Linked DNA regions of Macaca mulatta: region 1 is linked to region 2. Evidence: chromatin contacts called from public Hi-C data. All regions are on one chromosome and are shown on one strand. The core of a region is the stretch at or near the end of the contact, and the rest is flanking DNA. Distances in the headings are between cores, read along the strand shown.

Evidence for each region. A called contact is a pair of places that touch in the nucleus more often than the background predicts.
Region 1: a contact with region 2 is called in a Hi-C map of liver, with 2.6 times the contacts expected there. The contact joins the promoter of PRMT1 here to the promoter of RRAS in region 2. A contact is called at or near these places in 3 of 14 Hi-C or Micro-C datasets (CD4 T cells, fetal cortex germinal zone and liver).

What each region holds. Positions count from the first base shown.
Region 1 is chr19:62,128,222-62,133,630 of T2T-MMU8v2.0, reverse strand. It overlaps PRMT1 (protein arginine methyltransferase 1), which reads right to left and starts at 2,743. Exons shown (of 9, transcript XM_077981014.1): 1 at 2,694-2,743. The coding sequence starts at 2,729.
Region 2 is chr19:62,089,579-62,095,436 of T2T-MMU8v2.0, reverse strand. It overlaps RRAS (RAS related), which reads left to right and starts at 2,774. Exons shown (of 6, transcript XM_001115362.5): 1 at 2,774-2,971. The coding sequence starts at 2,819. SCAF1 (SR-related CTD associated factor 1) reads right to left here and starts at 2,182. Exons shown (of 12, transcript XM_077980810.1): 1 at 2,154-2,182; 2 at 1,127-1,168. The coding sequence starts at 1,132.

The DNA.
Region 1 (5,409 bases), core at 1,494-3,993, 38 kb before region 2:
AGAAAGGGCCAGATGTGTGGCAAAATATATTGATGTGGAGGTCGGGGTGGGAAGGGGTCTCACAAAAGGATATTTACTTCTTCAAGAGGCGGCTGGAGGCTCATCCCATTAGCCAAGGTGGCTACAAAATTCTAGGAGAGAGTAACAGGGAGAAAGGATTAGCTACTGGGAGTGGCTGCGGGAGGGCTGGGCGCGGGGACCTGGGCTCTGGCGGGGTGGGGGGGGGTGGGGGGGGTGGGGTTTCCAGCAATTCTCCTTCTTGGCGGGGAGTGGTGGCAAAGAGGGCAAGTAATGAGGTGGGGTGTTTAAGAAAGGGATGGGAAAAGTGAGGGGAGAAGAAAGGGGGTCTCCTATCCCAGCTGTGGCTGGAGAGATGGTGGCCTGCCCCCTTGTTGCCCCTCTCTGGCCAGGCAGCTGACCACACACCTCCCCCATCCAGGCCAGGGGAACTGGCACCCACCCCCGCCAGCTGTCGCTCCCTCTCATCACCTAATCTCCCCCAGATTAGGTGACACTTCCTGACACACACACCCCTATCCCAGGGTGCCATGAATAGCAGGAGGGAACGAGGCTGGCAGGGTATGCCCACAGGGCATCTGCCACCTCTGCAAACCAGTCTCATGTCTGAGAGGATTCCAGAATAGAGGTGTGGCACACGGGCACTTCCCCAGAGCTAGTACCCCAGCCCCCAGCTCCTGCCTTGGACTCAGGAGCCCCAAACAAAACCAGCTGGAACCAACCCGCTCCCTTATGACCCTCTGCCCACGAAGGTAGGGTCCCATGGAGGATGGGCAGCTCCTGGACCCTCTTAAGAATGAGCGGGCTCCAGAAAGTGGCTTGGGGGCGCGGTGGCTCACACCTGTAATCCCAGCAGTTTGGGAGGCAGAGGCGGGTGGGTCACCTTAGGTCAGGAGTTTGAGACCGGCCTGACCAACATGGTGAATCCCCATCTCTACTAAAAATACAAAAATTAGCTGGGCCTGGTGGCGGGTGCCTGTCATCCCAGCTATTCAAGAGGCTGAGGCAGGAGAATCGCTTGAACCCAGGAAGCGGAGGTTGCAATGAGCCGAGATCAAGCCATTGCACTCCAGCCTTGGTGACAGATTAAGACTCCGTCTCAAAAAAAAAAAAAAAAAAAAAAAAAAAAAGTAGCTTGGGGAGTCAGCCCATCGCCCCCATTTCAGACACCCATCCCAGGTCCTGAAGACTTCCAGGTGCGGCCAAGCCTGAGGCCACCTCTGGGAAAGTTATTTCCTCCGCCCACAGAGCCCCAGGTGCAGGAGACAGCCAAGAGGGTGCGAAGTCATTACAGTGACCCCTGGGAGCTGCATCCTGACAGCTTACAGCTGACCTGCCCCCCCAGTCAATGCCATGGGTAAAGGGGTGGAAGGACAGAGGCCCCATCAGATTACATCTCTTCCAGATGTGACCACTCCAAGAAGGGCCACGTCACTGGCCATGACCTACTAGGCTCCAAACACCCTCCCCCCAGCTCTCCCAAGCCAGCGGGGATGCCTATAAGAAAGGTGCTGCGGGGGTTTCCCGCTGGGGCCCATTTATCACCACCACTGAAAACTACTGCCAGACAACCCCAGCCCGAAGGCTTAAAACGCAAGACTGAAACCTCCCCCACATGGCTGCACGAGAACCAAACCTCACTTGAAACCATTTCAGGCACCCACCCTCAGGACCCCGGGGCTCAGGACCCCTACACAGGGCTTCAGGAAGGGGGAGGTCATCTCCCGCCCTCACAAAGGCCCAGGAGAGAGAAAGCGCTCCAGCAGAGGGTAAAGCTCTCAGCCTACGTATTTCCCACAACTCCTTCCCAGCGGACGTACCCTCCTCCCTCCGCCCTCCAGGAAGAAATCCGACGGGAGGTGGGCTTCAGGACACGCCCCATGAAAAAGATGTCCCTCCCACACACCCAGAAATGGCCACAAGGGGGTGCACGGCGCCTATTAGTGGGAAAATCTCCATCTAGATGCCCCACCACCACCCAGAGGGAGGTCACAGGGGCATGCCCCATCCCCCAACACCTAAAGCCCTGGGTGAGGGGGAGAACTCTAGGAGGGGAAATGGGGTCAGGGGGGCCCCATTCTTGGTTTTCCTCCAGTCCCTAATCCAGAACGCACAAATCCAGGGCCGATATCCCAATAGATGCCCCTGGAGCTCGGAAGGAGGTTGTAAAAGGCACTGCTCCTCCCAAAAGACACTCTACATCGTGGAGGGCCCCAGGTCGATCCCACCCCACGACGTGTGCCCGGGTCCCTGGGTAGGAGGGCTGGGGGCCTCAGGAGGGTCGGACCCCCTCCCCGCCCCCCCGGGCGCCCCTCCCCGGCCGGGGGCGGGGCCTTTGTCCCGCACGTGGAGCCCGCCGGGCCACCGGACTCGGCACACCCCCTCCCCACCCACCGCGCCGCGGCCACGTGGGGGCCTGGCCGGAAGCGCCCCCAGCCCTCCTCCACGTGGGAGGGGGGATAAGACCCTCCGCTAGGCCGGATGCCGAAGGCCCTTGAAAGCTAGGGAGCCGTCACCTCAAACGATATCCCCGGATGTGGAGCGTGCGGCGCCCCCGTGTGCGGCGGGGGACCTCCAACCCCATGTCGCCAACTTAGAGCCCTTTCCCCACCACAGAGGCGTGAAACATCGACCCAAAGCCGACCCCCGCCCACGGCGGCGCTCCAAGCGCTCACCTCCATGATGCAGTTCGCGGCCTCGGCTGCCGCCATCTTCACCCGCAACTACTCCTCCTCCAGCCGCCAAGACCCCCCCTTTCTCCTCACTCCCCCGGGACCGCCTTATACCAGAGGGTCCACGGCCCGCCTACCGCGACCCCGCTGGAAGATTTCATTGGCAATGGAGGCGGCCCGTCTGAGAATACCGTCTGATAATTGGCTGGAGAATACGTCCATCATAGGTCAGGGGTTTGCCAACACTGGCGTCCAGAATCCCGCCCCCTCAAGTCGACCCGAGATGGGGAAAACTGCCCGTCTATTGCAAGAAGCGCGACTGGTGATTGGGCAAAATCCACGAGGAATGCCCGCCCCTTTACCCCCAGCACCGCCTCAAAGCTTCCCGGGGAGCCCCGCGCTAAAGGGGCGTCTTGAAACAACTGTCCATCACCAAAACGACCCGCCTCTTAATCGCTGCCATTGGTTTATCCGGAAGTGACGTCACGCGGCCTTTCACCCTCGCCAAGCGGCCAGTCTCAAGGAGAACACGACAATTGGCCCACGGGTGGGGAAGAAGGCGGGGCTTCAGGCACCAACGATTGGCTCAAAGGAACGATCACGCCTAGTCCACTCGGTGGATCCTCCCAACCCGGGGGGAGTCTCGAGGAAAAAGGGAGCTTGTGCTCATTACCTGGGAGAAAAACTGAATCAGTGAGAGGCCCAGAGAGAGGAATGGCATCGCTGGGGTCCCCAAGCAAGTGAGGAATAGGAGTCCGCAGTCAACACATTAAATCCCTAGCCTTTGACATAATCATTCAAAGTTTTTAAAACCCATCAACCCCTCTCAAGGTACTTGGTTTTTGCCGAGTCCCTCCCCCTGCCAGGACCGCCCACCTCTCTTTGTCTTGTCAGCTTCTAAACGAGAATCAGAGCGCAGCTTAGGCACCACTTCCTCCGGGAAGCTTTGCTTGATTTGCAGGAAAAGTTCCTAGTTGAATGAGGCTGAATGCAAAGGGCCGAATGCGTGGGTCCTGCCCCTCCTCTCTCTGATCCCTCTGCTTCCCTCCGCTCACACTCCTCTCCAATCCCGGAATGAGCTCGCTCTTTGGTTTCTGGGCCTCGGTGCAGGCTATACTCTCTGGCGTGCCGCTGGCAAACGCCTGAGACTTAAAAATTTCCGATAGGATTCGGGCGCAGTGGCTCACGCCTGTAATCCCAGCACTTTGGGAGGCGGAGGCGGGCGGATCACTTGAAGTCAGGAGTTCGACACCAGTCTGGCCAACATGGTGAAACGCCCATTTCTATTAAAAATACAAAAATTGGCCGGGCGCGGTGGCTCAAGCCCGTAATCCCAGCACTTTGGGAGGCCGAGACGGGCGGATCACGAGGTCAGGAGATCGAGACCATCCTGGCTAGCACGGTGAAACCCCGTCTCTACTAAAAAAAAATACAAAAAACTAGCCGGGCGAGGTGGCGGGCGCCTGTAGTCCCAGCTACTCGGGAGGCTGAGGCAGGAGAATGGCATAAACCTGGGAGGCGGAGCTTGCAGTGAGCTGAGATCCGGCCACTGCACTCCAGCCTGGGCCACACAGCGAGACTCCGTCTCAAAAAAAAAAAAAAAAAAAAAAAAAAAAAATTTGGCCGGGCGGCCGGGCGCGGTGTCTTATGCCTGTAATTCCAGCACTTTGGGAGGCCGAGGCAGGCGGATCACAAGGTCAGGAGATCGAGACCATCCTGGCTAACATGGTGAAACCCCGTCTCTACTAAAAATACAAAACATTAGCCGGGCGTGGCGGCGTGCTCCTGTAGTCCCAGCTACTCGGGAGGCTGAGGCAGGAGGATGGCTTGAACCTAGGAGGTGGAGCTTGCAGTGAGCCGAGATCGCGCCACTGCACTCTAGCCGGGGCGACAGACTCTTGTCTCAAAAAAAAGAAAAAAAATTAGGCCGGGCGCGATGACTCACGCCTGTAATCTCAGCACTTTGGGAGGCCTAGGTGGACGGATCACAAGGTGAGGAGTTCGAGACCAGCCTGGCCAATATGGTGAAACCCCGTCTCTACTAAAAAAACGAAAATTAGCCGGGCGTGGTGGCGGGCGCCTGTAGTCCCAGCTGCTTGGGAAGCTGAGGCAGTAGAATCACTTGAACCCGGGAGGCAGAGGTTGCAGTGAGCCGAGATCGCCCCACTGCACTCCAGCCTAGGAGACAGAGAGAGACTCCATCTCAAAAAATAATAAAATAAATAAAAATTTAAAAATTAGCTAGGACTGGTGGCGCACGCCTGTAATCCCAACTACTTGGGAGGCTGAGACAGGAGAATCGCGTGAGCTCAGGAGGCAGAGGTTGCAGTGAGCCAGGATGATGCCATTGCACTCCAGCTTGAGCGACAGAGCGAGACTCTTATTAAAAAAAAAAAAAAAAAAAGAAAAGAAAAACGTGGCACTAAACAAACCAAGAAAGGGACACTTGTTTCCAGTGTTTGAGCTGAAACAAGAGGAGCCCAGCTGAACCATGCACATCAGGTCTCCAGCTTGTTGCAGCTCTGTGTGTAAGCATTGCTCTCCAAAACACCACAAAAGCACTGCCTTCGTTTTCCGGGTATGAATACTTTTTAGCAAGGATGCAAATTTGCAAATAATCTACAAATACTGAGGATCGACTGTAATTGGTTCGGTTTGTAATCCTGTACATTTCACTTTATTTACAAACATGACTCTGTGAAGGGGGATATGGCCCTAA
Region 2 (5,858 bases), core at 1,525-4,024:
TTATTAGACACTACCCATACCCTGGAGACCCCAGACCCTCAGTACATCTCAATATTTGACGCCCTCCCTTGGTGGGCATATCCCAACCCCCTAGGGGGCTCTAAGACTTCCTAGCCCTTGGCAGTTATTCTAGGCCTGATAAATGGCCCCAGACCTATGCAGACCAGTTGCATCCTCAGGCCAGCCCATGTAGACTCCTTCCAGCCCTAACACACATACCCCAGGCGCTCTAGATGGCTCTGAAGATACTCCTCAGGTCTTGCAGACCCTCCTTCACCCCTGGGACATATCTCAAGATCTCAAGATGGCCCCAGAACCCTCTAACCAGACCCTAGTCCCCGGTCAGCCCATAAAGACAATCTACAGTGTCTACAGACACGATCCAGGCCAGCTATATGATGGAGGGCAGGCCTTAGGCTCGGTCTAGGCCCAGGGACGCCCCCAGTCCTCTCGGAGACGCCCCACTGACGCCCCCAGGAACCCACGGATGCGTCCCAGGGCCCTGAGAAGGCCCCCCTCTCGGCGCCAGGTTTCGCCGCAGCTGCCGGGCCCGAGACCGCCCCATGAAGCCCTCCAGGACCCGTGGCTTGTGGGGAAGACCCCGGGACAACTAGCGACCCAACTCCGCCCCGCCCACCCCAATAGGCCCGAGCCCCGCGGCCCGGACCGCCGCCGCCATCTTACCCCGCCGCTCGGGCTGCGGCTCCGGCCCCGGCGCGGGGCGGGGCAGGCTGGGGCGGGGTTCGTCAGCAAAGGAGGAGAGAGGCGGAGCTAAAGCGCCGCCGAGCTTGCCGGGATTTCAAGTACCGAGCACGGCGCCGTGAAGGCCGGCGGAAACGCAACCGGACTCGGTTTCCCAGAAGCCAATGGGACACATGGGGCGGGGTCCGCGCAATGCACGCCGGGAGGCGTAGTCCGCGCACCGCCTCTGTCGCGCGGGGACAGCTAGTGGGGTGAGAGGTGAAGTGGGCGGGGCCGCGGTAGCCCGCGATGACGCCCCACAGTGCCCTGCGCGCGCGCGGAAAGGGTGGCGGAACAGGAGGTGACGTAAAAGGCGCTAAACAGAATAGATGCAAGGGAATTGTAGTTCGGCGGAGTGAGCACGACTTGCTGGATGTTGTCTTACCCACATTCTGGGGCTCTCAGAATCCAGATCCTCTAGGTCCCCCTACATTTAGAACCAGACGGGATGCAGTGGCGCACACCGTAGTCCCACTCGGGAGACTGAGGCGGAAGGATCGCTTCAGCCTAGAAGTTGGAGGCCAGCCCGGGCAACATAGGGAGGCCCCATCTCTAAAAAATAAAAATAGGCCGGGCGCAGTGGCTCACGCCTGTAATCCCAGCACTTTGGGAGGCCGAGGCAGGCGGATCACCTGAGGTCAGGAGTTCAAGACCAGCCTGACCAACATGGTGAAACCCCGTCTCTACTAAAAATACAAAAATTAGCCGGGCGTGGTGGCTAACGCCTGTAATCCCAGCTACTCGGGAGGCTGAGGTAGGAGAATCGCTTGAACCCGGGAGGCGGAGGTTGCAATGAGCCGAGATTGCGCCATTGCACTCCAGCATGGGCTACAAGAAGGAAACTCCATCTCAAAAATAAATAAATAAAAATAAACTTAGAACCCAGAAGCCCGACCCCATAGCCGCCTCATTCAGTACAGAGAAGTCTGAATTCCGAATCCTCTTACTCAGAGCAGAGTCCAGACTCCTATTTCCCTCTTCTCTTGGACTCAGGAGTCTGATTCTTCCTTCCTCGGACCCAAGAGCAGGTCTCCCAGACTAGTCCTGGTCTCAAGCTCTCACATACGAATTCGGGTCCCCCCCACCCAGTGGCCTCACTCAGACCCAGAATCCTGGGTCCCCAGCCTCTCCAACCCCTGGAACTAAGAGTCCAGGTCCCCGGCTCCCTCCTTTACCGAACTAAGGACCCCAGACGCCTTCCTCCCTGACACCCTCCTCCCCAGGACCCAGGAGTCCACATCTCCAGCCCATTTTCTCCTAGGGACCCAGGAGTCTGGGCCCTCGGCTTCCTCCTCTTTCAAGACCCAGAAATCCTGGCCCCAGGCTCTTCATGACCCAGGCATCCCAACTTGGGCGAGCTGGCTCATGGATTAGGAATGCAGTGATCTCACGGCCCCTCCCTGCCCCATTACCCCGCTGTCCCCCTGTAGGGCCCCACTCTCCTCCCAGTCTGTCTTCCGCTTGGCTGGGACAGCGGGAACCGGAAGCCTGGGTCCCTTAGCAGGCGGAGACTCTAGACTCTAACCCAGACGCCCGGGTCGAAAGCTTGGCTAGGATCCCAGGAGGGAGGTGGAGCTTCTCCTCAAAACCTGCTGCTGCTTCGGAGCGCCCTATATACGGCCGCGCGCGCGAGTCGACGAGCCCCGCCTACCATACTAAGGCCTCAGAGACCGTGCCCCAAGCAGCAGTGTCACAGGGGTCTCTATTTGCATATCCCCTCCCCTGACGAGCTTCCCACCCCGTCTGCTGAAAGAATAAATTTATATTAGCATAGCCACGCCCACAGACCGCCCTCCCGCTGAGAGCGCGTGGCGCCGCTCAGGGCGAGCACAGGTCTCTCATTAGCATAGCCCCGCCTCATTCGGAATTCCCCGTCGCAGCGAACCCCGTTCCCTTTCCCTTATTAACATAGCTCCTCCCTTTCTTTGGCCCGTCCCCCTCCTTAAGTGTGCCGAGACGCGAGCCTTCCTCGCCAGAGCTCATGATTATGCAGTAACCTCATTAGCGTAGCCCGCCCCCCCGGGTCCCGCCCGGCTCCCCCGCAGGCGGTAGCGAAGGCAGCAGCAGCGGTGGCGACATGAGCAGCGGGGCGGCGTCCGGGACAGGGCGGGGGCGGCCCCGGGGCGGGGGACCTGGGCCCGGGGACCCCCCGCCCAGCGAGACACACAAGCTGGTGGTCGTGGGCGGCGGCGGCGTGGGCAAGAGCGCGCTGACCATCCAGTTCATCCAGGTAGTGGGCCCTCACCCGGGAGGGTGTCCCCGGGACCCAGAACTGAGCCCTTGGGGGGACCCCCGAGACCCCTTTTCCCCCTTGACCCGTCACTGAGACCCTCCTATAAGGCCCTCTAATCTTAAAAGATCCCCACAGATTGTAACCTAAACTCTTGGAGAGCCTCCATCCCCTGCACGGGGGAGCCTTCCCTCTGCACTCGCATCCTGAGACCCACCATTCCCTCCCCCAGTGCCCCAGACCCCGCTTACCTGCTGACCTGGCTTTGAGCACCTCCTGGGAGCATGCTAAATATAGAACACTCACCCCATTCGGACCCTAAGCACTCCCAGGCCCCCCCACCACGCCCTCAGTGCCAACTTCCACCACCCTGAGCCCTATCTCCCCCAAATCCCAGTCCCCAACTTCCGCTCTAAGCCATTGAGAACCTTCCTGGGAGAACGCCAGTGCCCAACACCTTTGAGATTCCCCCACATTCGATTTTTTTTTTTTTTTTTTTTTTTTGAGACGGAGTCTGGCTCTGTCCCCCAGGCTGGAGTGCACGATCTTGGCTCACTACAACCTCTGCCTCCTGGGTTCAAGCAATTCTCCTGCCTCAGCCTCCCGAGTAGCTGCAACTACAGGCGTGTGCCACCACGCCTGGCTAATTTTTGTATTTTTTAGTGGGTTTCACCACATTAGCCAGACTGGTCTCGAACTCCTGACCTCGTGATCGGCCTGCCTTGACCTCCCAAAGTGCTGGGATTACTGGCGTGAGCTACCTTGCCTGTCCCCACGTTCGATTCTTAGCCCCTTCCATGACTGCCCCCAGAATCTAGAAATTCTACACAGACCCTGGCCCTGAGACTCTTCTGGGACTACCCAGCCCTAAGACAGTCCTGCTCTCCAACCCAAGATTTAAAAAGAGATCCTGCCCCTTGGCCATTCCAGAAATCTCCCAAGACCCCAAGTCCTGACAATCCCCCATTCCTCAAGACCCAAACCCCCACTCCCCCACCCCGCCCCCAAGGAAAACCAGCCCCTCCTCCATCCCGTGCTTTCTCCACTGCAACTCCCTGAGCCCCTCTCAGAAACCCTGGATAGCTCTCAAATAATCTCCAAGGAAGAAGCCCCCAGATTCTTGGCACCCCCAGAAAGACCTACTCCTTGGGAGTCTCTCTGACAATGAACCCAGTGTTTCTAAGACTGTATATACTATAACCCCCTGCGCCACCTCGGGGCTGGCCCCCAGTTCTCAGCCCTGAGCTTCTCACGCTGTGCTCTGAGGTCACGCCCCTAACTACCCCCAGAGCCACAATCCCTCCCAGGGCCTGGTCCTTATAGCCTCCCTCCAGGACAAGCCCTCACCAAGCACCCCTCTAACTGAAAGATGGAGTATTCAGACCCCTAGCCTCCAAATCACCCCTTCTTTCCTGAAACTCCACCCCTACCCAGGAAACCTCCTCCCCATTCCTGAGGGAGGTCCTCCCTGCTTCAAAGAAATCCTAGAGAAGTGCCTCCGCCTGAGATGCTACTGCACAGGCCCTGGGGCCCCAGGACACCTCCAACCCACCCCCACCAAAAGACCCCAGCAAGGGCCTGGGAGGGAGCCCTTCTTGTGTAGAGAAAGGCCCCAGCCCTGGGCCCCTTGCACCCAGAGGCAGTCCCAGAGCTGGCCTAAGGCCTGGCTGGCAGCGGGCAGGACCCAGGCAGGAAGGGAGGGGCCGGGGCCCGAGGGTGGGGCAGCCTCTCCGCAGCCGGATTGGAACCGGGACCTTCCCCTGGGAGGAGACGCTGGAGGCCGCCTGAGCAGGAGGAGGGGACGGGGGAGAAGGAAGAAGGGAGGGAGGAGGCAGAAGAGGAGGGAGAGATGTAAACAGGCAGTCTGGACAATAACGCCTCCGATAACCGATACATTCAATATTTAACAGGGATTTGCTCTGAATCTCGCCGGTGCTGGATGAAGTGTAGTGCTGTTCTTAGCCTCCTTTTTCAAATGAAGAAACTGAGGAACTGAGGCTCAGAGAGGGGAAGTGATTTGTTCAGTGTCACACAGCTAGGATGTAATCATGATGTGGGATATGTACCTTACACCAGAAAGGACTAGGAGTGACTCAGAAGACTGGTGGGAGGCAGGGAAAGGGGGGCAGGGGAGCAGCTACCCAAAAAGAAGGAGACAGAGACCCAGAGAGAGGGAAATAGAGACTCAGAGAGACACAGGGGACACAGACCCAGAGAAAAGGGGGCAGAGACCCAGCAACAGGGACAGACATTTAGAGACAAAGAAGGACAGGGCGGGGTGCGGTGGCTCACGCCAGTAATCCCAGCATTTTGGGAGGCCCAGGAGGGCGGATCCCCTGAGGTCAGGAGTTCAAGACCAGCCTGACCAACACATCTCTACTAAAACTACAAAATGAGCCGGGCATGATGGCGCATGCCTGTAATCCCAGCTACTTGGCAGGCTGAGGCAGAGAATCGCTTGAACCCGGGAGGTGGAGGTTGCAGTGAGCCGAGATTGTGCCATTGCACTCCAGCCTGGGCTACAAGAGCGAAACTGTCTCCAAAAAAAAAAAAAAAAAAAGGCAGGGCGCAGTCGCTCACGCCTGTAATCCCAGCACTTTGGGAGGCCGAGGCGGGTGGATCACAAGGTCAGCAGATCGAGACCATCCTGGCTACCACAGTGAAACCCCATGTCTACTCAAAAATAGAAAAAATTAGCCAGGCGTGGTGGCAGGTGCCTGTAGTCCCAGCTACTCGGGAGGCTGAGGAAGAAGAATGGCGTGAACCCGGGAGGCGGAGCTTGCAGTGAGCCCAGATTGCGCCACTGCACTCCAGCCTGGGCAACAGAGCGAGACTCCGTCGAAAAAAAAAAGAAAAAAAAAGACTCAGAGAGACAGAGGGAACACAG